Linked DNA regions of Muntiacus reevesi: region 1 is linked to region 2. A link is a contact called in public Hi-C data. All regions are on one chromosome and are shown on one strand. Each heading gives the region's core, a stretch centred on a gene start, on an enhancer-like site or on the middle of the called end of the contact. The rest is flanking DNA. Distances are from core to core; before and after follow the strand shown. Region 1 holds the start of ARID2 (AT-rich interaction domain 2). Region 2 holds the start of SCAF11 (SR-related CTD associated factor 11).

The links. Hi-C and Micro-C count contacts between places; a contact is called where the count stands out from the background.
Region 1: a contact with region 2 is called in a Hi-C map of blood, with 5 times the contacts expected there. The contact joins the promoter of ARID2 here to the promoter of SCAF11 in region 2. A contact is called at or near these places in 2 of 3 Hi-C or Micro-C datasets (blood and muscle).

The regions. Positions count from the first base shown.
Region 1 is chr4:150,374,813-150,377,512 of mMunRee1.1, forward strand. It overlaps ARID2 (AT-rich interaction domain 2), which reads right to left and starts at 1,418. Exons shown (of 21, transcript XM_065934570.1): 1 at 1,183-1,418; 2 at 975-1,068. The coding sequence starts at 1,274.
Region 2 is chr4:150,100,244-150,102,943 of mMunRee1.1, forward strand. SCAF11 (SR-related CTD associated factor 11) reads left to right here and starts at 1,433. Exons shown (of 16, transcript XM_065934568.1): 1 at 1,433-1,691.

The DNA.
Region 1 (2,700 bases), core at 168-2,667, 270 kb after region 2:
CCTCAGGAATCGGTGGGTGATTCGGCTCGATCCGTAAGAGTAGCTAAGCAAGGGCTGCTTGAATCACTGTGTTTTCACCCGAGAGCCCGGTATTTAATAGCACTTGTTTTGTTTTGGGGGGCGGAAGGGGGGGTGTTGGTGGGTTTGTTTTGTTTTTGAAGCCCGGACAATAACCAATCGCAAGTCCCTCTGTCGCCCCCTTTTAAATCTCAACGCGGTCCGTTTACACTTTAAAAAAAAAAAAAAAGTTCAAAAGGATCAATACTGTTCCGGACAGCGACGTCCGCAGGTTCTGGGGGGGCCGGGGCCGGGGCCGATTCCGATCCCTCTCCCAGATCTATCCATCTCCATAGGCCCTTCTTTGAGGCCTACAGCTTCTGCCTAGCCTTGAAGCCTAAGATGGCTATTTGGAGACAGGTCCTGGTTTCTTTTGTTAGCTGTATAAACCGAGGGCGACGGGGCCGAGGCTGTGCCCCCGGCTGCCGGGATCATTTCGCAGCCGATTATCGATGTTAAACCTGCCCGCGCTAATTTTGAGTTGCACGAAAACTGCTCTCAGAGTCTGTGTGTCTCTGTGTCTCCGCCTGTGCTAGAGCGGCAGCGGCGGCAGAGCTGACTCGCGAGCGAGAGGGCGGGCGGGCGCGGGGCGGGCGCGGGGCTCGGGCGGGCGCCCCGCACGCCCGCACTCCCCGCCGCGGCGCTCAGACCCCGCCGGGCCGGCCGGGCACCGGGCAGGGCGCGAGCCGGCGCCGGGCCGCCCGCCCGCCGAGCCCCGCGCCCGCCGCGCGCACGCGAGCCACCAGGCCAAAAACAGCCCCGCCGCCGTCCGCCTCCGTGCCACCGGCTGGGAGCGAAAAGAACGCCTCTGGCCCCCGCAGGCCACCCCCCCGGCCCCGAGCGCCCACTCCGGGGTCAAAGGAGACTTTTTGGAGGAGGCCAGCGAGAGGGAAATACAAATTAAAACTTCCACTCACCTTCGCGAATCCGCCTAAAGTAGTGACTCTGGTGTAGAGACCGTGAAGATCCAGCTCCTTCCCACCCACCGCAGGGATTTTTTTAAAAGGCGACCTGCGGGAGAGAGAAAGCCCCGCACTTGTCAGCCGGGACCCCGCGGCGGCCCGAGCGGGAGAGCCCCGTTCGCCCCGGCTCGCCCCGGCGCTGCCCCCCCGGTTCTGCTCTCACCCTCTGCTGTGGTGGAACTGCCGCAGCTCGTCCAGGAAAGCGAGTCCCTTTCTCCGCTCGTCCGGAGGCGCCTTCCCCGTCGAGTTTGCCATTATTTTTTCAAAGGAGGTTTAAAAAAAACCCAGATCGGTGTTTTAAAAGCGCCCCCCGCTCCCAGCGCTTCCTACCAGAGCCCGGAGCCCATTCCTCGGCCGGCGGCGGCGGGGCTCAGTCATGGGCCGGCGGTGGCGGCGGCGGCGGCGGCGGCGGCGGCGCAGGGAGGGAGGGAGGGAGGGGGAGGAGGAGGAGGAGGAGGGGAAGGAGGGAGCAGGAGGCCAGGGGGAGAGGAGGGAAGGAGGGAGGGGAATTTCTAAAAAAGTTTAAAGAAATCGGAGCGAAACTAGAGGGGCAGGCGACTGCCGGATCCGCGCGAAGCCGCGGGGCGAGCGCGGCCCCCACCCCTTCCTTCCCTCCCTCCCGCGGCCCGGCTCTCGCCCGCCTCTCAGCGCCGCCGGCTCAGGCGGCTCGGCCCGGGGACGCGATTCAACATGGTGCTGCTGCCGGGGGCGCGCGAGCGGGCGAGGGGAAAGGCGAGCCGACGGTGAGGGGCCGGGGTGGCCGGAGGCCCGGGAGTTTCGGCGGCCGCGGCGGCGGCGGCGGCGGCGGCGGGGCTGGGGCAGGCGGGGCTGGGGGTGGGGAGGGGGAGGTCTGTGTGGTGGTTTGTGGAAAGCGGGGTGACAGCGTGTATTCCGGCCGCAGCTCCGCGGGGCCCTCGCACACATTCACGCGCGGCCTCGCGGCCGGGGCGTCCCCGGGCAGAAGGCACCGGCGGCAGCGGAGCCGCTGCGCGCCGCCCGCCCGCTTCCCTCCCCGCCAGCCTCCCTCTCTGCCGCCTCCAGCGTCGCCGCCACGGCCGGGCAGCCAGAGCCGCACAGCGACCCCCGAGGGCCGGCCGCGGCACTGCGCCTGACTCCACACCGCCCCGGCAGCTCCTCGCGGGGAACAATAGACTCGGCTCGCCGGGCTTAGGGTTCATCTGCAATGTGCCGCACATTTCACACGCACACAAAGCCGGCGGAAAGGGGGGAGGCGCGGGGAAACGGCCACTACCGGTTGTTCCAGGGTTAGGGGTGGAGGCGATGTTCGCGTCCCCGGCCCGGCAGTTGGCAGGGCCGCCTTGGAGTCCCCGCCCGCCCGACAGAACTGGTGTGGAAGGAAAGGAAGCCCAGAGGGGAAGCTCCTCACGCTAGCCTCGTTCACTGATCTGAATAAAGTCAACCTGTCACCTTTTCTTTTTTTATTAAGGTCTAAAAGAATCGGCTTTTCTGAGCCTTGCGGTGATAGTATTTGGGGGAGGGGGGAGCTGGTTAGCACATTTTCCATGAATTACCCACAAACTAACTTTAGCAAACTGTGAATTAAATACAATGTGAACTGTCTGTCCTAGTTCTGTGGAAATGGAATCGTGCTCTTAATTCATCTTGACTTTGGTTGGTTTCATTTCTCAAACTAGATTATTCTGTGCAGTTATGCAAACAG
Region 2 (2,700 bases), core at 183-2,682:
CCTGAAGATAAACTATGAAGTTAAAAGAGTCAGTGACCTTAAAAAGCAGTGTGAAAGGTATATCTGAGATAAAATAAGAGATTTGATGACCCTACTGAGAAAGAATCGATAATGGTACACAAGTTTCTTATGGAAGTCTCCGACGTATTCTTGAATGAATCATCACATGTCTCTATCTAACCACCAAATTACCTTGGTGGTTAGGAGAGACATTACTTGCGGACAAAGGTCTGGCTAGACAAGGCTATGGTTTTTCCGGTAGTCATGTATGGGAGAGTTGGACTATAAAGAAAGCTGGGCACCGAAGAATTGATGCTTTTGAACTGTGGTGTTGGAGAAGACTCTTGAGAGTTCCATGGAATGCAAGGAGATCAAACGAGTCCATCCTAAAAGAAATCAGTTATTCTTCCAATGAATAATCAGTTAAATCCTTATTATTCATTGGAAGGAGTGATGCTGAAGCTGAAACTCCAATACTTTGGCCACCTGATGCGAAGAACTGACTCACTGGAAAAGACCCTAATGCTGGGAAAGATTGAAGGCAGGAAGAGAAGGGAAAGACAGAGGATGAGGTGGTTGGATGGCATCACCAAGGCGATGGACATGAGTTTGAACAAGCTCCGGGAGCTGGTGATGACAGGGAAGCCTGGTATGCTGCAGTCTATGAGTTCCCAAAGAGTCGGACACAACTGAGCGACTGAACTGAACCACCACGTGTATCAGGATCACATTTAATTTTTTGTTGTGGGAATTTAGATACGGGGGACAAGCCTAGGCCTGATGAGTCACGTGGGATACCTCTCCAAAGCGTTTTAAAAATGCCACTGGGCGGAAAGAAAGAGGTGAGCTTACAAGTTGGGGCCACTTCAGCCTCCCCGCAGGATGTAGTTCAGGCGGATAACGCTGCAGGACGAAAACTCAATCCACCGCCAAACAACAGAACAGTTTTCAATATCACATAGGATAGTAAAGGTCGCACAAAGGTCCTCACGTCCTGTTCTCCGACGGCCTTCTTAACTGTCTTCCGCAGCTTAGGGTGTACAGCCGGCAACGCGGGGCTGACTCCAGCGCGCCACGTAGGGCGCAGGCGCAGAACCCGCGGCGTGGGAGGAGAGCCGGGCGTTAAGGACGTTTCCCAGAAGCCCGCGCCGCCAGCTGGGGCCCTCCCTCCTGCTCGCAGGCCGCGTGACTTGACTCCGCCCGTCACGTTCTTCCGTCGCAAACGGTGGATTGCCTGCGCCCCCCTGAGGTCTGGCTGAGCGCTGCAGTCGTGCACGCAGGGCCAGTGCGAGCGAGGAGGGAAAGCGCGGAGGGTCCCGCCGCTGCCGCCGCCGCCGCCGCCGGCGTCACCGTAGCGCGCCGACCTGTGGCGGCGCGGCTTAGCTGAGGAGAGTGAGGGGGGAGGGGGAAGGGGACGCGCGGAGCTGGGCGGGAGGAGGCCAGACGGGGCGGGGGGAGGGGGAGCAGCGGTGGCGCAAGCCGCGCGGAGCAGCGCAGCCCGGGTCCGCTCCCTGCTCCACCGCCGCCACCTCCCGCGCCAGCCAGCAGAGCCGGCGCCTCAGCGGCCCCCGGAATACCTCAAAGCGGACGGAGTCCATGTTGGGGAACTTGGCGGCGGCGTGACGGGGACCTAGGGACCTGCAGTGGGGCTGCCGCCGCCGCCGGAGCCAGCGCCTCGACCTCGGCCTGAGGTAAACATGGGCCGACCCCGGGGGTGGACGGGCGCAGGCAGCTGTCGCTGCGGGGTGGGGTGGACGGGCCGGCGGAGTGGGGGAGAGGGGGCCCGGAGCGATGAGAGGGCGGACAAAGTTTCGGAATCCCGCGCGGCCCAGGCGGCGTTCTGCGCTCGGAGGAAAGTTGGAGCCGCCTCTGGAGGCGGGGGAGGCTGAGGCGGGGAGGCTCCCCGTTCCTCTCGCCACCCCCGCGAGGGCGGCCCCGTGTCGGCCGCCTCCGCCTCGCTGTTGGTACCCCGTCCCATTTCCTCCTTGTGGCCTACCCGCCGCCTCCGCCGGCGGCTCCTGTCCCCGCCCGGGGTCCTGGGGGAGTGGGTTGAGGCTAGGGTTCTCCGCGGCAGGGTCGCCACACGTTCTCCCCCGTCCCTGCGGGGGACTGTGTCCTGCTGGGCTTCCGGGCGCTCCCCGACCCCGGGTCTCTCTTGACTTGGGAGACTTTGCTTTTGTCAGTAGCCTCCAAGCCCGTTTGTGAAACCAAACTTTACTGCGCGGTGACCTCTCGGAGTGCGCGACTAGGGAAGAGCCGGAGCTTCAGAGCATCCGTGTTACCCCATGCCCTGAATTTCAAACTCTTCTCCCACCTCCGGTTTTTAAACCAGTTTCCCGGTCTGACGAGAGGTCCGGGAGATCTCACTTGTCTCCATCACTTGCTCCTGTTTAGATACTAGGAATTTTGAACAATTAAAGACATTTCTTAGAGATGTCTGGCCGTCTTGCTCTCTCCCCCCCATTTTGAAAAATTGTTCTGAAAGTAAGCGCCTGATTTAAGAGTAGTTGAATAAAACATTCATATACGAATATGGAGTTTTAAAATACTGTCAAAGTATTTCTGTACCCTGTTACACAGTGTCTACGAGTTGAGCGTTTTTCATTCATTTTGGGTTACATTTTAATATCTTTGTCATACTGCTAGTGAACTAAGATATTTAGGCAGAACTGACCAAAAAGTTTTTAATATAATGCTTTG